Regions from separate parts of the Sus scrofa genome. Here regions 2, 3, 4 and 5 are each linked to region 1. A link is a contact called in public Hi-C, promoter capture Hi-C and targeted proximity ligation data. All regions are on one chromosome and are shown on one strand. The core of a region is the stretch at or near the end of the contact, and the rest is flanking DNA. Distances in the headings are between cores, read along the strand shown.

Evidence for each region. Promoter capture Hi-C pulls out the DNA fragments that hold promoters and counts their contacts. Hi-C and Micro-C count contacts between places; a contact is called where the count stands out from the background.
Region 2: a promoter capture Hi-C map of fetal liver shows a contact between it and region 1, with 4 times the contacts expected there. A contact is called at or near these places in 2 of 5 promoter capture datasets (fetal liver and liver), 12 of 47 Hi-C or Micro-C datasets (alveolar macrophages, brain, embryonic fibroblasts and 7 more) and 2 of 2 datasets of targeted methods (alveolar macrophages and skeletal muscle).
Region 3: a targeted proximity ligation map of alveolar macrophages shows a contact between it and region 1. A contact is called at or near these places in 2 of 2 datasets of targeted methods (alveolar macrophages and skeletal muscle).
Region 4: a targeted proximity ligation map of alveolar macrophages shows a contact between it and region 1. A contact is called at or near these places in 1 of 5 promoter capture datasets (liver), 2 of 47 Hi-C or Micro-C datasets (fetal heart ventricle and retroperitoneal adipose tissue) and 2 of 2 datasets of targeted methods (alveolar macrophages and skeletal muscle).
Region 5: a Hi-C map of retroperitoneal adipose tissue shows a contact between it and region 1, with 2.1 times the contacts expected there. A contact is called at or near these places in 15 of 47 Hi-C or Micro-C datasets (alveolar macrophages, embryonic fibroblasts, fetal liver and 6 more) and 2 of 2 datasets of targeted methods (alveolar macrophages and skeletal muscle).

Annotation. Positions count from the first base shown.
Region 1 is chr3:77,165,763-77,171,201 of Sscrofa11.1, reverse strand. LOC102160963 (a long non-coding RNA gene) reads left to right here. Exons shown (of 4, transcript XR_002342636.1): 4 at 1-3,844. Among named protein-coding and RNA genes, the nearest start is that of SERTAD2, 24 kb to the left of the region's middle.
Region 2 is chr3:77,420,772-77,426,210 of Sscrofa11.1, reverse strand. AFTPH (aftiphilin) reads left to right here and starts at 3,357. Exons shown (of 10, transcript XM_021087452.1): 1 at 3,357-4,252.
Region 3 is chr3:77,376,086-77,381,524 of Sscrofa11.1, reverse strand. It overlaps AFTPH (aftiphilin), which reads left to right. Exons shown (of 10, transcript XM_021087452.1): 3 at 3,121-3,272; 4 at 5,023-5,149. Among named protein-coding and RNA genes, the nearest start is that of AFTPH, 44 kb to the left of the region's middle.
Region 4 is chr3:77,331,732-77,337,170 of Sscrofa11.1, reverse strand. No RefSeq gene overlaps it. Among named protein-coding and RNA genes, the nearest start is that of AFTPH, 88 kb to the left of the region's middle.
Region 5 is chr3:77,295,529-77,300,967 of Sscrofa11.1, reverse strand. The region is part of intron 1 of SERTAD2 (SERTA domain-containing protein 2); the gene reads right to left. Among named protein-coding and RNA genes, the nearest start is that of SERTAD2, 110 kb to the right of the region's middle.

The DNA.
Region 1 (5,439 bases), core at 1,577-4,076:
CCAATTCCCATCTCAATTTTTATTAAGGCCAAAAAGAGCAATACATTTACTACCCCTATTGGCCAGGATAGGAATCACAACTGCAGTTGAACAGGTACAGCGGGTCTGGGAGTAGCCACTCACCGCTACTCACTGTTATCACAACAAATATCTAAGGCCCTCAAGGAAATAACTGATGATTGGCCTATTTACAAGATCAAATTGACTCCCTGGCCACAGTAGTACTACAAAATAGACAAGGATTAGACCTTCTCACAGCAGGAAAAGGGGGAGTTTGTGTCGCCCTGCAGGAGAGTTGTTGCTTTTATAAAAACAAATCAGGGAGTTCCTGCTGTGGCACAGGGGAAATGAATCCAACTCGTATCCATGAGGATGCAGGTTCAATCCCTGGCCTCGCTCAGTGGGTTGGGGATCTGGCATCGCTGTGAACTGTGGATAGGTCGGAGATGCGGCTCAGAACCTGAGTTGCTGTTGTTGTTGCTGTGGCCTGCAACTATAGCTCCGATTGGACCCCTAGCCTGGGAACTTCCATATGCCTCAGATGTGGCCCCAAAAAAGCAAAAAACAAAAACGAATCAGGACTGGTCAGAGAAGGCATAAAACGCCTAAGAGAACAAGCAACCTGGTTCCAACAACAGGGGGCCCAGGGCTTCTGGCCTTCTGCCCCCATTCACACACCTCTCATCTTTCTCTTCCTTCTCCTAATGGCTGGGCTGCCCGTTTCGTATGTTTTCTTCTTTTTTTCGGAGAACCACTGAATCAGTCACAGACAAGCGAGTCAACTTGATCCTGGCTTTACAGAACTACGGATACCACCAGATTCCCTTACCCCCCAACTGATGCCTCTGATCAGCAGGAAGAAGCTGCAGAAGAAGAGACCTTCACCCCTTTTCCTATTAAAAACAGGGAAGAATCTTAGGTGGAAACTCTGAGCAACAAAGCAGCCATAAAAGTGTCATCATGAGTTATAGATCCGCTCCAGCCCGGACTTGTCGCCACCTCAGAACACTGTCGGACAGATCCATCTGGACGGTTGAGTTCCCTAAAACAAAGATAGCCTTCCGGCCAGCTAAAGATTAAAACTGTTGGGAGTTCCCGTTGTGGTACAGTGGAAATGAATTGACTAGTAACCGTGTGGATGCCATTTCCATCCCTGGCCTCACTCAGTGGGTTAAGGATCTGGCATTGCCATGAGCTATGGTGTAGGTGGCAGACGTGGCTTGGATCTGGCATTGCTGTGCTCTGATTCGACCCCTAGGCTGGGAACTTCCATTTTCGGATGGTGAGCCCCCCCCCCCCAAATTAAACGTATCACCTTGACCAGATCCCCACCACCATCCCATAACTACGTGACTCAGTACTCAACCCCTGCCCTATAAAACCTAGCTCTCCCTGATCAGCGGGGAGCCTGAGTTCTCCATTCTCAGGGCTCCTGGCCACTCCTCTGGTCAACAAAACCTGCTTGAGACTTCACTGTTCCAATTGACCATCTTTTCTTCTCTCCTGCGGGCTAACAGAAAATCTCCGCACTCTCAATTTTGTTGCTCTAAAGTCTTTTAAAAAGGCATATAAAAATGCTTATATTCACATATGTCTTTTTTCTTAAATGTAAAGGACAGTATTTCTTTGGTCGACTCCGGAGTTTGGAAAGTGAAACTGAATAGAAACCAAGATGAAAGATAATGATCATGCTTCCTCTTTAGTGTTGACTGCAGCACAAACAACCAAATTATGAGAAATAAATTACAGTTTTAAAAAATCCCCTGTTTTAATTACTGCAAATGTTACTATGACTAGGTAAGAATTATTTTTAATCACCTATAATTACATGGATGGTGTACATCTAAAAGCGTAAAGTGTGTATCTAAAAGCCCCAATTTAAAACAAAAACAAAAACAAAAACCTAAGACAAACTTGGCTTTTGTTTGAAATGTGCAATATTTTCCCTCTACATGCTTCCTCTCTGAATAAATTTTATGGTTAGAATTGCTGTTTTTTAGCAAATGTAGAAAGCCAGCTAGAAACATCTTTTCCGTTAATTCATTGGGTTTTCCTCCTAACCAGTTTGAGCAAATTCTTGGCGAATATTTCATGAACTCACAAGAGAAGAATTTGACATGTTTAAGAGACATGTAAAATAAAGTCGTGTAGGTTTTAAAGTTTCAGAAAATTGGGAGATTCCCTGTACTGAGAGAGCTCCCTAGACCTGCAAGTAATAGTTGGAATTATGCAGGAATGAGCAAAGTAGAATTCTTGTCATTGCGTATTAGGAGCTATTCCATTCTAGGTAGGGTTTTTCGTTCCTTCCTTTACCACGGAGGAAAGGAGAGCTAGGGCTAGCTAGGTCTGCGGTCGGAGGAGTGTCTATAAATAGAAGGTGAAGTGTTCCAATACCGGGAGGGTGCGTCATAGCGTCCCTCCCCCGAGCTGCAAGCGCCTAGGCGGCCGCGGGAGCCACACCACTGCACCGGGACACTCGCCCGGCTTCCTGCTCCCGGGCAGAAGCTGGGGACCTGCGGGAAGGAGCCCAGGGAGGCGCCCAGCGGCACTCGCCTTCCCCCGCCCCCGCCTCCCCAACCTCAGGGGGCCTCAGGCCGACCCCGAGGCACAGGGTCCCAGGACCGAGGCGCCCCTGCACTATTGGCAGCCGGGCCCCGCCACCGCCCTCCAGCCTGGTGATTCCTCCACCCCATCCCACCCGCCTCCCCTTGGGCGAAAGAAGAACAATAACCCCGAGCGCGCCCGGGAAGCGGAGACTCCCCGGCGCACAGACAATGCGAGGGGAGTTCCGAGGGGGCGGCCTCCGCGCGCCGCGCGCTCCCGCGGGTCCCCGGGCTGGGCGGGACCGCGGCGGTTGCCCGGCCCCCCAGGCACAGTCGGAGGCCACGTGGAGGATATTTAGATTTGTTGAAATCTAAAAATCTCAAAAAGTGTCTGTTCAAGGCCAGGGAGAATTTCCTCTAATCTAGATGGAACCTCAGCAGGCGGTTGAAATACACAGGGACTGTGTGTGATTTGGAGCCTTTTCTATTTCGGATCTGAATCTCAAAAGTCACTTGTGGAATTTCCATAGGCCTATCTTTTCGTAAACAGATCGTTCTGGGATTCCCCACCCAGTCTCTGGTCTTACCCTGCCTGTTCTTCCAGCCTGACCCGGTCTAGATTTCAATCTCCCTCTTGCCTACCTTTCTCTTTTTTCTTTTTTCTTTTCTTTTCTTTTCTTTTCTTTTCTTTTCTCCCTCCCTCTCTCTTCCACACACATACAGTTTCGTTCCCTTTGCACCTTTTCTTGAGAGAGAGAGAGAGAGAGAGAGAGAGAGAGAGAGTGTGTGTGTGTGTGTGTGTGTGTGTGTGTGTACACGTGCGCGCGCAGATCTTGCAGTTCCTTGATTCTGATTGGCGACTCCATTGGCTTCCCCTGCCTTTTCTTCTGTGTTGGTTTTATTTCAATTCTGAGTCTTTCTTCCTTTGTTTTTCTTCCACGGTTTTGTTTTGGGTTTTTTTTTCACATTTGCACGATTTTTTTCTTTCCGTTTCCTTAAGTCCTGTCCCCTTTGGACTAAAGGGTTCCTGGAAAAAGAAAAACCAAGAGGATTTCATGGCATTTTATCTCAGGGAAATGTGTTATAGTTCCACTTTAAGAGAGTCTGGGCTAACCGGGATTTTTATACTTATATATAGGTCAAGCCATCTTAGCTGAAAAAAAGTCACATACCTCTGTAACGTCTTGGGTGCTGGGCTTGCTTACAATAAAAAGGTATGCAGGGGAGTTCCCGTCGTGGCTCAGAAACCATGAGGTTGCGCGTTTGTTCCCTGGCATCGCTCAGTGGGTTAAGGATCCTGTGTTACCATGAGCTGTGGTGTAGGTTGCAGATGTGGCTCGGATCCCTCGTTGCTGTGGCTATGGTGTAGGCCAGCAGCTACAGCTCCGATTGGACCCCTAGCCTGGGAACCTCCATATGCTGTGGGAGCAACCCTAGAAAAGGCAGAAAGACAAAAAAAAAAAAAAAAAAGGTATGCAGGGAAAAAAATAATTTCAAATTAGATCTCTGAATATGGATTTAACACAGGCACATAAAACACTTTTTTTTTTTTTTCTTTTTAGGGCCACACTCAAGGCACATGGAGGTTCCTAGGCTAGGGGTGGAATTGGAGCTGTAGCTGCCTGCCTACACCACAGCTCACAGCAACCCCTTAACCCACTGAGCAAGGCCAGAGATTGAACCTGCATCCTGATGGATGATAGTCAAATTCATTAACCACTGAGCCACAACAGAAACTCTGAAAACACTTATTTTTAAGCTAAATTTGATGATACAATATTTGAAAGTCAGGATACTGGCATCTTTAATTTACCTATTAAGCACCATCTGCTTGGTTATCTTTTTGCATTTGTTTCCATCTGTGAAATGGCTGAGCACTTGCCTCTTCTGAGTCTAGTCTGGGGTACAAAGTACAGTCCTTTATCAACTATGCAAACTAGAAACAGCTCCTAGACTTGAGACCTGAAAAAAAGCCAGGCAAAAGACCAGTTAAAATTTTAACAAAAAATTTTTGCAGCTAAAATATTTGGAGGTGAGAATGGATGTGAGTTGTTGGAGGTGAGGTAGGAGTTAGGCAATCATTACACAGGTCCAGGAGGCATTTTGCTCTGCTAGGGCTGACCCTCAGGTTGGGAGGGGCCTGAGCATAGCACTAATTAGATGACATCAGAAATGATGGGGGGGTAGGTAACCCCGGGGACCCCCAGTGGGGGAACCTAACAACATCCAAAGGAGAGGAAGGGCCCTCTGATTAAGAAAGGAGGTGAGGAGTTCCTGTCGTGGTGCAGTGGTTAACGAATCGGACTAGGAACCATGAGGTTGCGGGTTTGATCCCTGGCCTCGCTCAGTGGGTTGACGATCCGGCGTTGCCGTGAGCTGTGGTGTAGGTCTCAGACGCGGCTCGGATCCTGCGTTGCTGTGGCTCTGGTGTAGGCCGGTGGCTACGGCTCCGATTAAACCCCTAGCCTGGGAATCTCCATATGCCGCGGAAGCGGCCCTAGAAAAGGCAAAAAGACAAAAAAAAAAAAAAAAGAAAGAAAGGAGGTGAGGGTAACTGGCAGCTTTGTCCTTTTCAGAACCAGCTGTGGAGGGTGGGGTGGAGGGGGTCCTCTTCCCTCCTGCCACCACTTCTGCCTGCCTTTCTGAGTTGTCATACCCACATTTCTCCAGCCAGGGCCCAGGTTAAAGGTAAATCAAGGGAAGCTGCAGGTCATGAACATTCCTATTTGTATAAGCACCCTCACACTCTTCAAAAAAAACTGGAAGGATTTGGGGGCCCAAAGGTCAGGCCCAGCCACCAGGATTAAGACTTGAAACTAATAATGAACTTGTTGAAATTTATTTTAGGCTGGGCACTCTGCTATCGGCTTTAACACTGTATCTCATCTAATCTTCA
Region 2 (5,439 bases), core at 2,108-4,607, 250 kb before region 1:
TCTAAGATTGCTTATGTAAGAGTCAGAAGAGATAGTGTACTTAAAAGTGCTTTGAAAAGCTGTACAAACTACTAGCATTAGCATAACATATCAGGAACTATCTCTAGGATGCTATTCACAATTCATGGTTTTAAACCAACTGGTTCTGGAAAAGGGTTTTTTTTATTAATTAATTAATTATTATTATTATTATTTTTTTTTAGGCCATACCTGGGGGATATGGAAGTTCCCAGGCTAGGGGGCTAATTGGAGCTGTAGCTGCCAGCCAACACCACAGCCACAGCAACTTGGGATCCAAGCTGTGTCTGCAACCTAGACCATAGCTCACAGCAACACTGGATCCTTAACCCACTGAGCTAGGCCAGGGATCGAATCTGCATCCTAACAGATACTAATCTGGTTTGTTACCGCTGAGCCAAGATGGGAACGCCCTGGAAAAGTTATTTTTTAACCATGAAAAAAATGAATGCAGAATATATCAGAGAATTATATAACAAACTCTGATGTACCTTTTACCTGGAATTCAATGCAAATGGATTGGTCAAAATATCAGGTTGCATACCTTAAATATATACAAATTTTGCTAGTTACATCTCACTAAAACTGGAAACAAAAAATATAAATGATTTATCACACTTGCTTCAGATTGTCTAAAAGATATAAAGCATGACAGTTACGTACAGAATCCTCTTTAGTGCTTTCGGATCCATTCCACACTAGCCCCTAAAGAGTGCTGTGTTTATCATTCCAGTCCATATTTTTATACTTTATTATAAAAAGGTACATCCATTAAACAATATAATATTAGTTTATTTTTAAAAGTCACATACATTATAAAATTCATTTCATAGTATACTCATTTTGAACTTTACTTTTGTATTTATAATCTAACAATATTGATACTTCTAGTTTGAGTGCTGAATATTAATCCATCTATGAATATATCACAATTTGTTTATCCACTAAAAAGTATTATTTAGACAGAAAGTGTTTGCTGGGTTATAAAATAAAATCATAGGAAATGTTTAGATGTGGAAAAGACCTTGGGGATCATCTGATACAGGGTTTCTTAAGCTGCAGCTCATAGGACCTCTTCCATAAATGAGATTTAGGAAGCCTAAGAAATTTTGAGCATCCCTGGGATGAGCATTTCCTGCAGAAAGAGCCAAAGCTTTGATCATAGTCTCAAGTATTTAAATATGATAAATAACTATGTCCTAAGAGAGTGGAGAACCTGTGGTCTAGTTTTAGTCTCTCATTTGACATATAAGAAGACTGAGCTCTGGGGAGTTCCCATCGTGGCGCAGTGGTTAACGAATCCGACTAGGAACCATGAGGTTGCAGGTTCCATCCCCGGCCTTGCCCAGTGGGTTGGGGATCTGGCATTGCTGTGAGCTGTGGTGTGAGTCACAGACGCGGCTTGAATCTGGCGTTGCTGTGACTCTGGCGTGGGCCAGTGTCTACAGCTCCAATTAGACCCCTAGCCTGGGAATCTCCATATGCCACAGGAGTGGCTCAAGAAAAGGCAAAAAAAAAAAAAAAAGAAGACTGAGCTCCAGAGAGGTTAAGTAATTTACACAAAATCATAGTGATAACAGAGCTTGTTAGCCGACCCAGGTCTATGTATTGCTTTTCCAGAACATCACATAGGTGGAGTTTTGTGCTTTTTTTTGTTGATTTCTTATACAGTGTGAGGTAAGTTTCTTTCAACTTTTAGTCCACAAGGTATAACTCAATCTTTTTTCTTTTAATTATTATCCACTGCTGGTGAGAAGGCAGTTAAATTGGGATATTCTGTATTTCTGGTGGTGGTATAAATTGGTATAAGATTTTGGAAAATGAGATAAAGTGCCAATAAAACATTTACAGCCTTTTGGCTCAATCATTTTTATATTGACTGAGAGTTCCCTGGTGGCTCAGCGGGTTAAGCAGGCTAAGGCTGTAACTGCTGTGGCTCTGATCACTGCTGTAGTGTGGATTCGATCCCTGGGTCAGGAACTTCGCCTGCCATGGGCACAACCAAAAAAAATCATTTTTATATACAGAAAAAACTCATAAAATTAGACAAAGCCACAACACAAAATGTACATCAGCACAGTATTATTTGTAATTGTGGAAAATACCCACATATAGGATAATGGATAAATCACAGTATGTCTGCTCCATTGAATATTATGTATGCAATGAAAATCAAAGTTTTATGAAATGTTAAGTAATCAGGATGAAATGCTTACAACATAATATTAAGTGAAAAAAGGATACAAAATTGGCTTACATTATGATTACAACTTTGTAAAAAGTCTGCACAGGAGAAAAAACTAAGATTTAATTTTTCTTTTCTTGATACAAAATCTTAAGTAATGTAGTTAAGGTCGTATTTTTTAAAAGTAAAGAAAAACAATACTACCACTGGATCCAAATGCAATGAATTTTAATAAGTATTTTCCCCCAGATTCATCATCTTAAAAACTTTCAGAGATGCTTTCTTTTTGTAGTACCATTTCATAAGCATTGGAATGCTGTCTTCAGAATTATGTGTAAGATTACAAATTACAAGTTGGGTGGTTGCTGACCAAAGAGTGACTTAATGACTCAACTTCATAAATTTCTGAATTGTTGTCCTTAAGTGAATAAAATAGGCTTCTGCAGTTACCTGAAAAAAAAAAAACACTTTTTAATCATGTTATGCATAAAATTAGGGGAATATTATTCTGAAAGCACAGTTTTTTTTAATGTTTTTATGTTTAAATTTATTATTTCAGTTTTAACATATTCTCGATGTAGGGTCTGCCTTAGGATTTTGTCATATGTTCTTATTCTGATATGTCTGTTTAGTAGAGCTATCAAATTAGGACAAGCATGTGTTCCTCTAAAATCAATTTACTTCCAGTGTACACACACACACACACACACACACACACACTTTTGTTTCTTTCCTTCCTGGTCAAAATAAACATTTATAGCGATATATTTATAAGCTTATATTTATAAATACAATATTTAAGGTTTATATTTTTAAGCTTGCAATGAGCCAAGCCAGCAGGGGGCGAAATACAATAAGAATAAATTTGACAAGCCATATAGATATTTTTCTTGCTTTAGTGACTGAGCAATAACAAAAAATCCAGCACCGCCACAAAGCAATTGGTATTCTAATTTTAAGTGCTGCAGTCTGCGTATATCTTACAGCGATTGAGTTGTATAGAGACAAAAGCAGGTCTATTTCAGTGCTCCAAGTTAATTTGTCTAGAACATTGCAGAGGCGGGATAAACTGTGATGAACTGCTTTTGTCCCTATCTTCCCCTGATTTGTATAATTCCTCCACTCAAAGAAGGTGGACGCTTCTCTGTGGCTGAGAGGGTGTTTTCTATCCTTGTTTTCTTTGCGTAACTGCTGAGCTTTGCTGTATTGGAATTGTTTTAAATTATTCAAATTGCTGGTGTAGGTTTGGCAAAAGTGAGCAGAATAAGCACTTCGGAAGGGCTCATGATTGCGGGATAGGACCTCGGCCTCATCATTCCCGATGGTAACAATAATCTGTGCAGCCTTGCAGTCTTGTTTTTACAGTGGCCGGAATTCTAACAGAAATTCGTTATAGATGAAAGGGAAAGGTTATAAAAAATGCAAATGATCAAGACTGATGATGGAAAAATGTTACGACCTCTGTTAAAGAAATGCGGGAGTTGATTGATTTCTTTATAGTTTCATCGAATAGTCTCTCGCAGCATCTATGAAAAACGACCACCGTCTCTATCCGTTAGCAAAATCCTCCAATTTTATTTGTTTTTGTTGGTCTCAAAGACGATTTGTCAGTTCGGCGGCTGCTTTTCCTCTTGCTTCTCATTTTGATTTACCTCTTCTTTGTTATACATCAGCTTCCTTTTCTGTCAGCTTAAATTAAAAAGAGGAAGGAACTCTGAACGAAAAAGTCGTTTTTCGGGGCGAAAAGGGCAAGCTGATAAGTGCTCTCCAGCAGATTTTGGTGAAGAAAATAAAGTTCCGTATTTTAAAACCCTCGCAATTTTCCTTGCAGAGCAAGAGACTTAACTCGGTCCTGAGCTGAACGTTGACTTTTAGCCGGCTAAGGAGCACCTGTCCCTCGCCGGGAGCGCAGCCTTAGGAGCGGCGGAGTGCAGGAGGGCGTCTTTCCCCCCACCCACCTCGATGACTCACAAGGAAGTCAAGGAAAAGGGCAGCTTGCCCGCACCCAAAATGGCGGCCGGCGCTCTGCTCGACGGCGCCTGCGCAGGGGTAAGCGTTCTGTGACACTGATTCCCCCCAAGTGTTCTCCCCCCAACCCCCCAGTACCCACCAGCGCCCGGCCCCGACCTAGCCACCTGCGCCCGGAAGTGACGTGTCGGCGGCAGCGGTTCCCCCGCTGCATGATGGGAGAGTGTGTGGAGTGGGCGGGGGGTCTCCGCGGAGGAGGAGGTGGAGGCGGCGGCGGCGGCGGAAGAGGGCGGAGGGTAATGGGATGGGGGTCTCGCGGCAGCGCTGAAACTCCGGGTGGGCGTCCATGGCGCTGCTTCGATGACAGGGCTGTGAGCAGCCTGCCTTCCGCTTTCACCAGCTCCGCGTCGGAATAGCCGGTCCTTCCCCGGGGAGCTAGTTCCTCCCCGGGCCCCTGAGCCATGCCCATCGCAGCCGCCCCGGACGAGCCAGGTAAGCGCCACCGCTCCGCTCCCCCATCGCGCGGGGGAAAGAGGATGGGGAAGCCGGCCCAGCCCGCCGGCTGGACCCTCGCCCGGCCCGGGGGCACCTGCCTGTCGCGGAGCCGGGGGCTGCGGGGACGGTGCCGGCTCTGCGGGCCTGCGGGCTCCGGGCTCGGGCTCTGTCCTTTTCCGCGGCGGGTGCGGGGACGCCGGCGGCGGCGCGGAAGCGCACGGCCCCCTTCTCGCCATCCCGGGCATCGGCCAGGAAAGTGAGAGCCCTTCCCACGTCCCCGGCTGCCGGCGGCTCGCCCTGCCCCTCCACTTCCACCTGCCCTGAGCTCTGCGCCGGCCGCTCCCTCCCGGGAGCTTGTGGAGAAGTTTGGGGCTTTGCTCCGGCTTCCTCCTTCTCCCTCCCCCTCCCTCGTGACAGGTGTAAACACTGCCTGCTTCGCCCAGGCCTGAGGCCGGCCGCGATCAGAGTCTGCTGCTTCGCAGGGTCTCTAAAGCAAGCGGCTTTCGAATCCTCCAACAGGCAGAGGAGACGGCACCCAAACTCATGCATCCCATCCTGAGAGGACCTTTTCTGTTCCTTTCTTGCACTCTTCAAGAAATCGTCTGCGTCCCCTCCCCAGACTGCGTTGGAAAAGTTGGACCATTTTTTTTTTAAGTGCCTAGTTAGGCAGGTGCTACGTCTTGTTTGGACAGGGAACAGAGTATAGGGTGAAGAGTGGTGGGATCCTTTCATCATTAGGAAAGTACTGAGAATGACTAGGTTTTTCTCTTGTT
Region 3 (5,439 bases), core at 1,510-4,009, 210 kb before region 1:
GTGAACCCTGATAGCTCCAGTTTCTAAATCCCAAAACTCAGTCCCAGCCTCTTGGGTCCAAAATCCTCTATTGAAGTGTTATAATTGCATCAGCCATTTACTTACTGGAATTAACTAGTAGTAAATGAAATTTGGCATTATTTATTCAGGGACAAGACAGTAGCCCTTTTAGTCTCAAACTGGCCTAGTGGATAGTTGGAAACTAATGTAATTTTAAAAGTAAAATATTAGGAAGTTTAATTTTAGTCAAAATCTTTGTTAATTCTGTTAGTAGCTGCTTTCTTGTTGAATTGTTGAGAAGTTCCTTCTTGTGATGAGTGGTGCCATTCAGTTAATGGATTCTGGTTATCTGAGTCCTTATTATTTATTTATGGCTCCGCCTCAGGGATTGGCAAACTTTGGCCTAGGAGACAAATCTGCCCTGCCACCTATTTTAGTAAATTTCATTGGAACACATGCACCCTTGTTTATGGATGGCCTGCAGCGCCAAAAATATTCACCATCTGGCCCTATGGAGAGAAAACTGCCAACCCCTACTCTACCTCATTCAACAAAAGATTTGAAGCAACCGACTGTGATTATCAAATTATAAAGACATATGGAACTTTCTTTTAAAATCCATGTAATTTGTATTCTTTATAAGGAAAGGTTGAGGAATAAGTTTCAAACAAAGTTTACAAGTGATTAAAATAATGTTCTTAAATTAATGTTAATGTTCTGTTTCTTCAAGTGCATTCCACTAACTTGAGAATTTGCTCACTGGTATACTTAAAACCTAGTAGTTATATGTAATGATTGATCCAAATGATTGAGTATGTTTTGAGGTCCTTTCTTTCTTCCTTTGATAAATGTTTTTCTGGTTCATTAAAAATATAACAAAGAGGATACAAGAAAAATTCTGTTTTAATTTACAGAGAAATACAGTGTGATCATATGTGAGTTTTGTTTACCTTCCCTGCCCAGGAGGAGCCAGTGCTTATCATGTTTCCAATTAGATGGTTATCTGATCCCTTTAAAAGTAATGTCTGTCCATTCCCTCTGTTGAAACAAGTAACACTGGGTCCCCTTGATGCACTCAAGTTTCACAAGCCTTGGGATCTTGAGTCTACTCTTTACTGTAGGTTTCATAATTGATACTGAGAACCTTTTCCCATATCGCACATGTGAATATAATGAAGGTGTTAGAGTAACTTTTGTAGCGATAGCAGAAGAGTACCCTGAGACTAATTACGGAGTGTTAAGTTTTTTGCTGATACTGCTTCCAAAAGAGATTTTGTTTGGGAAAATATGTATGTGGAAATGTTTCCTTTTGTTTTCCATTGTTCTTTTTGCTGACAATACTAAACAACAAATCAAGCATTAACTTTTTTTGTCACTTGGCAGAAAGTACCATCATGATTTGGCATTTTCTTTTACACTAGGTGTCACTTCTGTAGTATACTTAATCCTTCCACAAGCTTTAACTTCATAGTTTGTATTCCTAATTGATATTTAAAGTAGTAAATTGAAAATATTTTACATGTATCTGAAATAAAGTTAGAAAAGTGGGAATAAATGCTATTGTAGGTTGCACTTGTAGACTAAATCTAGTGATACCCTGAAAATGTAAGTTAATCTAAATCCATCAAGTTTTAATTAATAAGAATACTCCAAAATGCCAGTGTTCTCAATGAAAATATTCTAGGGAATATGCAGACTTTGCTTGAAGGTACAGCAGTGTGCTATTCAGAAGTACATATATACATGCCATAGAACAGTATAAAAATGATATTTCTAAAAGATAGCAGATCATCAAAATGATAAATGAGGTATTGAATTTCGTAGTAAAAACTGAGGCATTCTTTCCTACTTTAGTTGTTCTGTTAGCAGCAGAGATTTTTTTTTTTTTTTTGTCTTTTTGCTATTTCTTTGGGCTGCTTCTGTGGCATATGGAGGTTTCCAGGCTAGGGGTCTAATCGGAGCTGTAGCCGCCAGCCTACGCCAGAGCCACAGCAACGCGGGATCCGAGCCGCATCTGCAACCTACACCACAGCTCACAGGCAATACTGGATCCTTAACCCACTGAGCAAGGGCAGGGACCGAACCCGCAACCTCATGGTTCCTAGTCGGATTTGTTAACCACTGCACCACGACGGGAACTCCAGCAGAGATATTTCTAAAAGTCTTTCAAAATTCAAATGTTTTTGTCCAGATTCTGTTCAACTATAATAGCATAATACATTTTGTAAGCATCCAGTCTTATTGTTCTAAATATATAGTATGTGAGTGGTAGTAAGAAACATCCCAGTGTGGCAAAAAGAATATGAATACTGTCTAGTTTATTTTGCTTTTTTCTTTTTTTGGTTTTTGGTTTTTGGTTTGTTTTTTTGTTTTGTTTTGTTTTGTTTTTTTTTTTTTGCTTTGGGCAAAACAGATTATTTGGGCAGATTATTTAAACTTTGAGATTGTACAATGGGATAGTAATTTCTTCTTTGTAGAATTTTTGGTGGATTAAGTAAGATAATGTTTATAAAGTGCCAAGCATAGTGCTTGACTTTTTTTTTTCTTTTTTTTTTTTTTTGGCTTTTTAGGGCCACACCCGTGGCATATGGAGGTTCCTAGGCTGGGGGTTGAATTGGAACTATAGCTGCCAGCCCTCCACCACAACCACAGCAACGCAGGATGAGCCACATCTGCAACCTACATCACAGCTCACTACAGCTCCAGATCCCCAACCCGCTGAGGGAGGCTAGGGGTCAAAGCTGCAACCTCATGGTTACTAGGTTGCCACATCTGCAACCTACATCACAGCTCACGACAGCTCCAGATCCCCAACCCGCTGAGGGAGGCTAGGGGTCAAAGCTGCAACCTCATGGTTACTAGTTGGATTCGTTCCACAACAGGAACTCTGTTTGGCATTTATTTGTCACCACTGTATTACCACAATTACTTAAAGCTGTTCTATGAGTGGTTATGCTTCTTTCACTTAGTGTTTTTTATATCTGACTGGTAGCTCCTCTGCCCCATAGTAGTGGACAAGGAGTGGGTATCTGGGGGTTTGTGTGTGTGTATGTGTTAATGACAAAGTTATGACATTATTTAAATTACAAAAGTGAAAATAAACTTTGTGTTTTGATGCAGACAGCTTTACTAAACCGCCTGGAGCGAATTTTTGAAGCATGTTTTCCTTCCATATTTGTCCCTGATACTGAAGAAGAAGTTACTTCCCTGAAGCACTTGCTAGAAACAAGCACCTTGCCAATAAAAACAAGAGAGGCCTTAGCTGAAAGTGGGTAAGTAGTAGGCACTTTTTAGATAGCATGTATATTTGTTGGTTTCAGCTGTTCTAATTTATAAGGTTATCTAAGGTTATCTTAAACCAGTAAGGTTCTAAAACATTATTGTGTTAAAAATCATAGTGCTAAAAAAAAAAAAAAAAGTTAAAAAAAACTCTCTACTTTTCTATTTTTGACCTTTTTGAAAAAATTCTAAGGAGTTCTCCTTGTGGCTCAGTGGGTTACAAACCCGACTAATAACCATGAGGATATGGGTTTAGTCGCTGGCCTCTCAGTGGGTTAAGGATCCAGCACTGCCGCGAGCCTTGGTGTAGGTCGAAGATGAGGCTCGGATCCTGCACTGCTATAGCTGTGGTGTTGGTCAGCAGGTGCAGCTCTGATTCAACCTCTAGCCTGAGAATTTACATATGCCACAGGTGTGGCTCTAAAAAGAAAAAAAAATTCTAAGTCAGTATTCTAATCAGTCAGTTTTACATATTATTTTTTGATTTCCTAGCATGATAGATGAGAATCTGGGTCTTACATCTGCTTTTCTCCTCCCTTTGTCTTTCCAGTATATCATAGTTTTTGGCTATGGTTTTTGTTATTTGTCATTTTCATTAGTATAATCATGTAAATAATGTTCATAGCTAAGCCACTATTTTCTTTATAGTACACCTTTTTCCTGGACTTAAAAATTGTATCTGTTTTGGAGTTGCCGTTGTGGTGCAGCGGAAACGAAACCAACTAGGAACCATGAGGTTGTGGGTTCAATCCCTGGTCTCATTCAGTGGTTAAGGATCTGGTGTTACCATGAGCTGTGGTGTAGGTTACAGATGCGGCTTGGATCCTGAGTTGCTGTGGCTGTGGCGTAGGCCGGCAGCTGTAGCTCCAATTCAACCCCTAGCCTGGGAACCGCCATGTGCCACAGATATGGCCCTAGAAAGCAAAAAAAAAAAAAAGAAGAAGAATTGCCTCTGTTTCATCTATAAGTCTTTCCCCTACCCTCCAGCAAACTGTGAATGTAGTTTTACTTGTGATAAAACCTATCAAAATGGCCATTCCATTTTTTACCAGGAGTCCTGGCCTGGGAACCTCCGTGCTGTGGGCATGGCCAAAAAAGCAGCAACTGTAGGATTATTGCTAAATAAAGGATGATGCGTTCATCCAATAGAACATTATATAGCCATTGAAAAAGATATATATGTGGATGAGGAAATACTTAAAATCTGAAAAAAGAATACAAAATTATACATATGCTATAATTGCAATTGTGTGTTTGTGGATTAGGACTCAAGGAGAAAGCAAATATTAAATAGCCCTAGTAAGATGATGGAATGCTGGGTGATTTCTTTCCTTCTTTTAAATATTTTTGTTTTACAATTAAAAAAGAATAACGTACTGAAGTTCCCTCTTGGTGCAGCAGGTTAAGGATCTCAAGTTGTCCCACTTCGATCAATGCTATGGCACATGTTTGATCCCTGGCCCAGGAAATTCTATATGCTGCAGGGCATAGCTAAAAAAAAAGAAGAGGATGAATAGCATACAGGCTAAATTTTTGCTTCATTGTTTCAAATGACTTTAACTTAGTTTCTTTGCTAATGACTAGAAATATTTGCTCTTGATTTCATTCAGATAGTAGTTGTATATTTAGGTTAGGCACAAGAGTAATTGGAATGTATAAAATTTCAGAGTCACATTAAAAGTAGAATTCATGGTGAAAGCTATTGGTAACCCATTGTTGGTGGCTTCATCATGCCCTTTGCAGAGAACTGCTGGATGTATGGACCGAGCTGCAGGATATCCATGATGCACATGGCTTGAGATATCAGTGGGGCGGCTCCCATAGCAACAAGAAGCTTTTGTGCTCCTTGGGAATAGACACTCGAAACATTGTGAGTTTATTAGTGCCTTGGAAAATCCTTTAATCAACCTATGTGTTTTTTAAAATTCTGTCACACTTCTGTTCAAATTGTAAGAAACTAGTTCCTCAGAAAAAAACATTAATTGGTTCAGATGTTCATATATTTTGAATATGCCAATTTTAAAGCATAAATCTATCTAGATTTTTCTCCAATATTTCTTACTTTTATCAGAAGTCATTTCATTGTTTTTCCTTAACTATAAAATTAAAGAATTGAACTAGAAGGCCAGAAATATAACCCTCATATGGGCAGTTTGACAT
Region 4 (5,439 bases), core at 1,446-3,945, 170 kb before region 1:
GTGACGCATCCTCAGGGAGAGGGGGATCACCAGCAGGCAGCAGAAGCCAGGAGAAAGCCACAGTTTCTCCCTCAGAGTCTCTAGCAGGAACCAACCCTGCCGACTCCCTGACTTGGACTTCTGGCCTCCAGAATTGTGAGAGAATAAATTTCTGTTGTTTTAAGCCCCCCAGTTTGTGGTAATTTATTACTCAGTCCCTGGAAACTACTACATAGAATGATGCTTGACCAAGGCCATGTGGCTCAGTTGTCACTGAAGCCTGGGGTTTCCAACTACAAATTCAGGATTTGGTCCACTATTGGGATGTTCCCTGCTGCTGCCAGACGGGCCCCAGTGGTTCACAGGGCAGGTGGGGCTCCAAGCCAGGCTTCCATCTGCATCTACCACAATAGCCAGGGCACCCCACTTTGAGAATGCAGTGTGACCCCAGAGAAATCAAATCACCATACTATCGCCTGGCATCTTTTTGACGGGGCCATGTGTGTGCAGGTACCTCAGCAAACTCTGTTTCTTGCTCTTTTTTTAAATCAATAAATGTTATTATATTTATAGTTGTACAATAATCATCATAACCTAATTTTACAGCATTTCCATCCCAAACCCCCAGCCCATCCCTCCCCCCACAACCTGTCTCCTTTGGTAACCATAAATTTTTCCAAGTCTGTGAGTCAGTATCTGTTCTGCAAAGTTCATTGTACCCTTTTTTTAGATTCTACATATAAATGATAGCATATGACATTGGTGTCTCACTGTCTGTCTTCACTTAGCATGATAATTTCTAGGTCATTCCATGTTGCTGCAAATGCCATTATGTCTTTTTTTTTTTTTTTTTTTTTTTTTTTTTTGCCTTTTAGGGCCACACTCTCAGCATATGGAGATTCCCAGGCTAGGGGTCAAATCAGAGCTGTAGCTGCTGGCCACAGCCACAGCCACAGCCACAAGGGATCTGAGCTGTGTCTGCAACCTACAGCACAACTCACAGCAACACCAGATCCTTAACCCGCTGAGCGAGGCCAGGGATCGAACCCACAATCTCATGGTTCCTAGTCAGATTCATTTCCTCTGTACCACAACAGGAACTCCCAAATGCTATAATTTCTAATCTGTTTCTACAATCACCAGACTGCGTGGTTGTCCTGAATAACAGGAAGGCCTCTGGCTTGCACTGTGCACTGCAGAACTCCAGGGGGCGCCTTCACAGAATCAACAGCAAAATGGCACCTCTGGAGCTGCAGTGCACAACCCTTGCCACCACACACAGTGGCTTTGACCACTTCTGCTGAAGAGGTCAAATGCTCACATGGCCAGCCCTTCCTGGAGGCTGTCCCAGTTGGCTGGTCCCAGCTCTCTGGCAGAACTGGCTGGTGGGTCCCAGCCTGAGAATTATGTGGGCTTCATCAGTCCAAGGCAGTGGAGGTGTTTGTATTTTGGAACCATTACCAATAAGTGGGCTCCCCACGCCCTGCACAGGCTCAGGTCCAGAAGAGCCTCTCCACAGCCCTGAGCCTGGTGAAGCCTTGGGCCTCTGGCAGACCTTTCTTAAATGTTCTGTGTGGTTTGCTGAGGATTCCCCTGCTTTAAATTTTTGAAGAAAAGTTGCAGGCAGACTTTTAAGTTGTTAAGCTTGGGAGCTGGCACCAAAGAGTCTTATCACATTCAGAATGTAACAGCATCCCTGTCTTTCCTACTACTTTTTAACTTTTATTTAGACTCTGTGAGCCAAACATGCATATAAAATACTATCTATATCTATATATCATATAGGTATATGTATCTTTAAGCTACTGGGAGAGGCGTTTCTGCCACTTGCAACCAGACTGTCTTACACACTTCTCCGAACCATCTGGACATTTTGTGGGAGCTTTGCTTCCTGCAGAGGGGGGCAGGGGTGGCCTTTGGGTTAATGTGTTGGAAGCTGCCACTGAGCTTATAAATTAAGAACTAGCATCTTTGAACTCACTGAGTAAATCTATAGGAAGATGGAGTTAAGTTGAAAATAAAGTCATTTCCACACAGTCTTGGAAGCACATGTGTGCAGTCTCAAATCTAAACGCTATTTGACTTTCTGCTCATGAGCTCTCAGCTCAGTGGCAGCCGCGCCCCTGGACCCGGCTGCCCAAGGTCCAGCAGGGCCTGTGCTGCAGGGACGGGGCCAAGCAAGGCTTGAACCTCCAGTGTAAGGTACAGTCACAGCTGTCGCCTGCCCAGCTGGATTTTCCAGTCCAACCTGCGTGTTCCTTCCTGTTCCTTCTCTCATCCCCCAGCAAACCAGGCTGCAAACTAGGCAAGATAGTGAGGGGATTCCCGTGGGGGCCTTTCCTGATGTAGGGACTCTGCCAGCCCCACTCTTGGAGGCCAGGATGAGGGAGTGGAGCTGGCAAAGGTGCCTGAGAGGCCCCCTCCACCTTCTCTCTTCCTTCCCTCCAGCACCTCGCAGCCCCTGCCTGCCCACACCCCTGTTACCCCTCGCACCCGGACCCCATTCCACTATCTGTCTCTCACCGGTCAGTGTGGGCAATCCTAGCTCTCTAGAGCTGGAAGGAAGCTCAGCAACCATCTCCAATGCAGTTGCTTTACAGAAGGAGAAACTGAGGCCAGTGAGGCGAGGTGAGCTGTTAAAGGCCACGTGGCTGTGAGGAGCTGCCCTGGGCATAGAATCTAAGGCTCTTGACAGAGGCCCACGGTCTTGCGGGGGTGGGGTGGGGTGCCTGTGGGTCTCTCTCTGTCTCTCTCTCGCTTCCCTCCCCTCCCCCTTGGGCTGGGAGGAGAGCCCAGCGCTAGCGACAGGCAGCCGTAGAGAAGGAAGTGTTTGAGAGCCAGGGACCCAGCCAGTCTGGACATTCAGAAGGGACGCTCCAGTCCATCCCCCGTGGCGCCTTTGTCTCCCTTCCGGGCAGTGGGCACAGAGGCTGGGGAAGCCGTGCCGGGCCGCCCGCGCCCTGGGTGGCCCGTGGGGCCTTCTGCCCGCCGCCGCCGCCGAGGCGCCCGCCGCCCCGTGTCACCCGGCCCCAGTCGTCGCGCCGCCGCCCGCGGTTCCGGCCTCCGCCGCTTCCTTCTCGGGTAGGGCCTGGCGTCCGCGCCCTCCGCCCCGAGGTCTGACCCCGGCCCTCCTCCCTGGGGCGCGCCCCTGGGTCCTCCCTCGGAGCTCCCCGGCCGAGTGTCCTCTAAAAGCGGCCCTGGGACCAGCAGCAGCAGCAGCAGCCCCCGCACTTGAACTTAGAAGTGCAGGCTCTCGGGCCAGCGGTGGATCTCCGGACCCAGCAAGCTAGGTTCACAGGCCCTCCCCGGGGTTCGCGAAGTTTGAGAACCGCGGCTCTGGAGCACCGACACCCCCGTCCAGCTCGGCAGGAGGCCAGACTGAGCTCCCTGAGGACGCCGATCCTGCCTCGGTTCCCTCAATTAGCGGGCTGTTCTGGGCAGTCCTTGGCCTCTGCTGAGTATTGGCCTGGTGAGGGGGGCTGGCGGGAGGCTCTTTCCTACAGTCAGCCCTGGGATTCTTTAATAAAAAGTAGCTTTCTTCAATGATGACCAGGAGTGACTTGGAAATTGACACAAATTACCTCAAAGACTTGATCCACTTAGCATCTCTTTAGATTAAATCCCAAATTGTTTACAACGGAGCTGGAAAAGCACTCTGGCCGCATTGTCAATGGCCTCTGAGGGGTTTCCAGCACCTGGTGGGGCTCATATATCCAGTCCTCTCATAGAGAACCGCAGGCCATTGCGCTATGGATGTCATTTATAGGCTGATTTGAAAATCTGTCCAAGAAAATGTTGGATACTTTTGAAGATGCTGATCGAAAGGTTCACGAAAGGTTGTTCCCATTTCATAGAAAGAGACAATTTCCCTGACCTAAAAATGTGGGAAAAGATGTAGCCATGATATTTTGTCTTTTTTCCCCAGAATATTCTGTAATATTTTTACATAATGTCCTCAGTAAAATTAAAAACATGCATAACTTGGAGTTCCCATTGTGGCTCAGTGGTAATGATCCCCGCTAGTATTCATGAGGATGTGAGTTCGATCCCTGGCCTTGTTCAGTGGGTTAAGGATCCGGCGTTGCCATGAGCTGTGGTGTAAGTCACAGACAAGGCTCAGATCTGGTGTCCATTTTACAACCAGCAACTTTTGAGCCACACCGCCCTTAACTCAAAGGAGTAATTCTGATGTTCTAAATTGGAGTTCTGAATCTGGAGTCCAGATCAGAGATGGGGAGATTTGGTGGCCAGGTCTCTCAAGTCCCATCTCCCAGGACCCCGTTACCTGTTTCTGACATTTGAAAAGGCAGGGGGTGTTGGGATGAGAGAGGAGGACTTAGGGGATGGGGACTTCCTGCTGGTTGGTGAGTACCCTGAGTGGCTGGGGCTGGGAGAGGGTTTGAGGGAGCAGAGGTTTGTTCAGAGCCAACCCGGATGTGTCTGGAGCCTTGGAAATATCCTTTCTCTTTGTCCCAGCAATTCCATGTCAGGTATTTCTCCTATGGGAATAATCAGGCTGTAAATGAACCACAACAATATGGGAGTGGTTTAAACAGGAGGGGCACCATCCCTGAGAGAACAATCTCTGCCATAAAAAATGCCATTTGTGAGGAATGACATCAACTGGAATTTAAGCTCCTTGGGGCAGGCATATGGACAGTCGGATATATGATACCAAACATAGCGCGTGATGGCATGAGAATCCAGTTCTGTTCTGTAGTGCCCTGTAATTTTAGGCAAGTTATGCAGAAATAGTCTGACTTTCCTCCCTCATAAAATGGGATAACAAAAAGCCTCCTGTGAACAATGAAGTAATGGAGGAGTTCCCTGGTGGTTCTGGGAGTTAAGGATTCAGCACTGTCACGGCTGTTGCTCAGGTTGCTGCTGTGGTGCAGGTTTAATCCATGGCTTGGAAACTTCTGCACACTTCAGGTGTGGCAGGAGAAAATGCAAATGAAGCATGGTCCCTGGCACAAAGTCTCAATAAAAATTAGGTTTAGTCAAGGGTGGGCAGGAAAGCACGAAGGCTGTGGGGAATGGTGGAGGGGAGCATGGGGTTCACAGGAGAGGGAAGGGAAAGGCAGGGAGAGTGGGTGCGACCTGGGCACGGGCAGAGGTGTGAGTTCCTAGGGCAACCTCTGCTCACCACTAGAGGCCTAGAGACCGTGCAGGCGGGGGCTGCCTTCTCTGTCCCAGAGACATGGAATAAGTGGGGACTGTGGGGATGAAAAAGGGTGTGGAGATTCCAGAGAAGGACTGGAACCCTCAGCTCTGACAGGGGAGGGGAGGGGAAGGAAGGGCATGGAGGGGCAGACACAGAACAGTCCCAGCATTTACCAAGGATCTACAGTGGGCCATGTCCCTGGTTTTTGTTTTGTTTTGTTTTGTTTTTTCTCTTTAATGGCTGCACCCGAGGCATATGGAGGTTCCCAGGCTAGGGGTCAAATTGAAGCTGTCGCT
Region 5 (5,439 bases), core at 1,833-4,332, 130 kb before region 1:
ACATCTTTAGCATGCTGAATTGAAAGCCTCAAATCATTAAGGGACGGAATTCTTAGATTTGAATTGCTTTCCCTTAAGGTTATATGCCCATAAAGGCCAGCCAGCCTCACCCTACCCCCATTCCCGTGCATAATGAAAATATTTTTTTCTCATGTACTTGTAATTGCTTGGATGGGATTCTGGTTTCAACCCTCTTGTACCATCTTTTCCCCAAAGATATCTTGTTTTTCCCCTCACACTAGAGACCCTTAATAAACAACATGGGGGGGGGCTTAGGGCAGAAACCAAATGCTTTGCCAAAAAAGCATGTGACAGTTAAAAAAAAATTCTTTTAAAAGAGGGCCCTCAGATAGATAAAACATACTAAAACAGGTAAACATAATTTGTTAGGACAAACTTGGAAAAATAAAATTGCATCTTAGTTAAAAGATTACCTTCTAGGTTTTGTTAGCCTGCTTTTGCCTCTGAGTAAAACTAACAAAAGCTAAGTATGCCACATCAGGAAGTGTTTTTATGGAAGTGTTTCTTAGGTTATTATTAGTTTTTAATCTTCTTTGCTTTCAAATTGGGAATGCTTTATTACTGGGAAACATCATTTAAAAGACATGCTTTATATTCCTCACAAATACAGGGTATATTTCACTTTTCATCTTCCATATACAATCTAAAGAGGAAAACCAGAGAAACGTTATTTACTTATATACTCACTGAATAAAACAAAACAGACTGTATGGTCTAAATAGATTCTTTAAAAGAAAATTATCACATTTCTAAATATGACACATGAGTATAAACATTTGTTATAAGATAAAAGAAATATACTTGAGTCATGTAAAAGGGAGGCAATAACTATTCTACTATGTAAATGCATGTCCCATGTAAGCAACATACATATTCAGAATGTTTACTTGAGTTAATTCTAAGAATTAGGCAGGATCCTGATAAGGTTTTACAAAGATAATTTAAGCTTTATATCATATACTTGAACAATTCACGAAGTAGAAAAAAGAGATGAGGATACAAATTAAACTTGAGGGCAGTGAATGATACTTTGTAAATATGGCAGCCATTTTTTAAAAAGATCTTTATTTTTTCTATTATAGTTGATTTACAATGTGTTCTGTCGCTTTCTGCTATACGGCAAAGTGACCCAGTTTTACATATATATAAAACCTTATATACAGACTTTATATATACTTTTAATGAATATATATATTCATTCTTTTTCTCCCATTATCCTCCATCATGTTCCAACACAAGTGACTAGATATATAGTTCCCTGTGCTATATGGCAGGAGCTCAGTGGCCATTCATTTTAAAAAATAACTACTTTGGGGCTATTTTGAGATAAAATGTATGTCTTCACAAGGACCTCTGGGTATTGATAATTAATGAGTCAACAGAACTTTACCCATTTAGTCAAAAACAATAAAAGTAATCAGGAGTTCCCGTTGTGGCGCAGTGGTTAACGAATCCGACTAGGAACCATGAGGTTGCGGGTTCGGTCCCTGCCCTTGCTCAGTGGGTTAAGGATCCGGCGTTGCCGTGAGCTGTGGTGTAGGTTGCAGACGCAGCTCGGATCCCGCATTGCTGTGGCTCTGGCGTAGGCCGGTGGCTACAGCTCCGATTGGACCCCTAGCCTGGGAACCTCCATATGCTGCGGGAGCGGCCCAAGAAATAGCAACAACAACAACAACAACAACAAATAAATAAATGAATAAATAAAAAAAATAAAAAAAAGTAATCAGAGTACCACACTGACTGTAATAAATATTTATTTTTTTAAGGAAACTACCTTTCCGTATTTCAGTGATCTTCAGGGACCTTTAAGGAAACCCTGCATCTCCTCTACCCCGCTGCCACCCTGGAACATTCCATTCATCCTATCTTTAGGGGCTTCAGAAGCAAGACAGCAGGTGCCACTAGAAGAATCCACATTTTGACTTTTTTCACCAACTACCGTTAGATCGCTAACAACCATCATCAGGTAAAATCTCTTTTATTTTGTATTTCTGGACATTATACAAATATTTTTAAAAGCAGTCTGTTTAAAAAACTGTTCAGGAAAGACTATTGATTGCAATGGTGGTGACACGCAGAGAGGCGGTGGCAAAAATTTCTTCATCAGCTACAGACTAAGGTGCTCAAATTCCTCTGCCAGATCAGTTTGCTATGACAGCAGGGAAAACACAGACGTATACATGTACATGGAAGTTCCCTCCTTTAAAAAGGAAAGAAATCTGAAAAGCAAATCTGTATCATGTATTATTGTAAAATGGGATAAACCACCAAGGGAGGATCAGATTAAAACAGTTGCCAACTCGTTATCTCATTGGTGTGGCTAGAATTTTATGCAAACCTGTTCTGGTGTAGAGATGACCTTGGGACTTTCAGATTCTCTGAGTTTAACTCAACACTTCTAATCCCCAGGGTGGGGTACTCCAGCAGGCCTGCTTGAAGCCCAGAAGCCGAGGCTGGCGTGGAATGATAAGCAGTCGGCCAGGAGAGCAGAGCAAGGGGCTAAAGGTTGATCTGCAGCAAGTAACGCTTTGTTATTTAATTTTCTGACCATGGCCTGATCAAGGAAAACTTTTTACTTTGGTTCAACAGGTTCACACAGACCACTATAAACATGAGAGAGTGAGTGTGAGTGTGTGTGTGCTGAAGAGCCAGAATCCCTATCCCTTCACTATTCTACATGAAACTCCTTAGAAGCACAAAAACGCCTGGTTTACTAGCATCTTCTTTTTGGTTAACTGCCTGTGAAGGTTTTTAGAGGGAAAAAAGCTTAGAATGAGGTAACAACTCTGCAAAGCTACAGGTTTCTGCAAAGGGACAAAAAGATAGTAGTGCAGACGTGAATTAGTTCTAAGAACTGAGGTTTGCTGCTCCCTGGAGTTACTAGAGAAACAAAGCTGCCTTTGGGCACCTAAAACTAGTCAGACCTGCTATAGCAGTTGCACAGTCAGCTCCAGATCTGCCCTCCACTCTCCTCCCCCCTACCCCGGCCCCCACCCCACGCATCCGCATTGCTCACTCCACTCAGCCCCGGCTCTGCCCTGACGTCCCCTGTCCAGGGGCCAGGCCAGCTCCGGACACGCGGCATGCAAGTGTGAGGAGGAGGCCAGACGAGAGAGCAGATGCCGACTCCATTCTGAACTGAAAGCTGCAGCGGGTGCAGAATACAGCTTCTGTGCTCCCGGCTTGCTAAGATAGATACATCAAATTGTGGGGTTTGCTTCAGTGCATCCTGGCAGGGATTCCCAATTAAGTTCAGAGAAGGGACGGGAGAGCTTGAGAGGAGACGAACGAGGCTTTCCAGCTTTAGGAGTCCTCGGACCACAAAGAGAGCAGAATTTCCACAAGGGAGTTTTCACTGAAGGTGGGGCTTGTTTAAATGATAAGTATCTGTTTTGTCCCAAGAGGAATCATCTGTGAGCAAAGATATTGCCATGTTTTGCTTTTGAAAATTTTACCTGTATTTCAAAGAAAATTTTTAGACAGTCAAGCATGTCTGTCTCATGATCTTTAAGGAAAAAAACAAAACAAAACAAAAAAACAAGGCATCTATTTATTACCCAGAATAGGACTGTCGTCTTATTGGCCTGACATATGCCATTCACAGATTCATACAAAGAATGAACTGCCACAAAGTGCTCATGGAAAAAGACACTGCTCCACACAATGAGTGATGGGCGCTCCGGGGGACAGCACTGTTCACAGGGTTGCCCAGCATCTGCACAGAGGGCAGAAGTTTGCCTTTAATACCAACTGCACTGGCCACTGGGAGACAATAATTTTTTTTAAAAGACATGCCAACTTTGGCTGGTTGCTGGTTCCCTCAAGAACATTAAAACTAAAGGAAATATCCACACACTTCTTAAGCAGGAGTCCTCGCTTGTGGATTTCTGTCAATTGTTTAAGGAATCATTAATAACAGTCGGTAGGAAATATATGATCTGTGCATATGCCGTGACCACGGCATTTTCAGATGTTCATGTTATGCTGACCAGCATTGATTTATGCAAAGACCCACGAAGGTGGGTGTTACCCTTGTTTTGAGGCCATTTTTACTTAAAACTGGAGCTTGCCCTCTGGTGCCTGGAGCATACACCTGATCTCTGCACTCAGTAATCAGAGATCTCCCTCTTTCCTCCACCCCCTCCTTTGTCAAGAAACTACAGCAACTACAGCTATCTTCTATAAGATATGCTGTTACAGTAAATATGAAAGTTTTAAAAAATTCTACAAGTGAAAAAAAAAAATTCTACAAGTGAACTGAAGTTCATACTTCTAAGTACCGTATCTACCCATACATATTTTTACTTATGTTGTTAACACTGACAATGTTTTTTTATATATAAACAAAATAAAAATTAAAGCTTCATGGTTTTATACTGGTGTTCTTTAACAAGAATCCATAGCAAAAGAGGCCTCTAACAGTTTCTGCTATAGCTTTTGTCTTTCTTAATAGCTAAAGTGTAAAATATTTTGATCAAGGGCAAACTCTTGAGTATAATTTACTACTGCTATGTAAAGGTAGTATGCTTTTGATTTTTTACTTTTTTCTGTCAATTTAATTTTTGACAGAAAAAACAATCTTTAAGTATTTGTATATAGGTATATATGTATCTATCCTCAACCTCCCCTTATACTTTTAAAATCTGTATTGTGTGTGTGCACCTTTCTAAGTAGCGTTGTGACTTTTTTTCTGCCATTGGAGCACTGTTTAAAATAGCATATGCCAAAACTTATCAGCTGCTACACAAATTTGAGGATTTTTAAATATCAAAATAGGGAGTTCTCTTGTGGTGCAGCAGGGGTTAAGGATCCAGCATTGTCACTGCAGGGGCTTGGGTTCCTGCAGTGGCATGGGTTCAATCCCTGGCTTGAAAACTTTACATGCTGAGGGCACAGCCAAAAAAAAAAGTCACGCTTGGGAGTTCCCTGGTGGCCTAGTGATTAAGAACTCAGCACTGTCACTGCTGTGGCTCAGGTTGGATCCCTGGTCTGGGAACTTCTGCATGTTGTGGGCACAGCCAAAATAATAATAATAAATAAATAATTTTAAAAATCAAAATATATATTATTTAACTATGCTCATTATAATTCAGTGCATGGAGACTGGGTAAAATTTATATTTTGGCTTCTCAATTAAATAAAAAAGTTTTCAAGGGGACAATTCAGCAAACAGAGTCTAAAGGTTTCCTAAATCTGAATATCCCTCTCTGTTTTTTAAGGGAAATAGGCCCAAGTAGCTGTTACCTAAGAAGCTGTGATGCTCGCCCGACAATTAAACAGTTCCCTAGGACACTCTTCTCGTATACTTGGCTGGTATTATAAAATGTGAGTCTTCTACCTGTTGTAATCACTCAAAGAACAGAGCTGAAAAGGCCATCAAATCCATTTCATAAGATTTCTCACCTGAGAGCAACATTT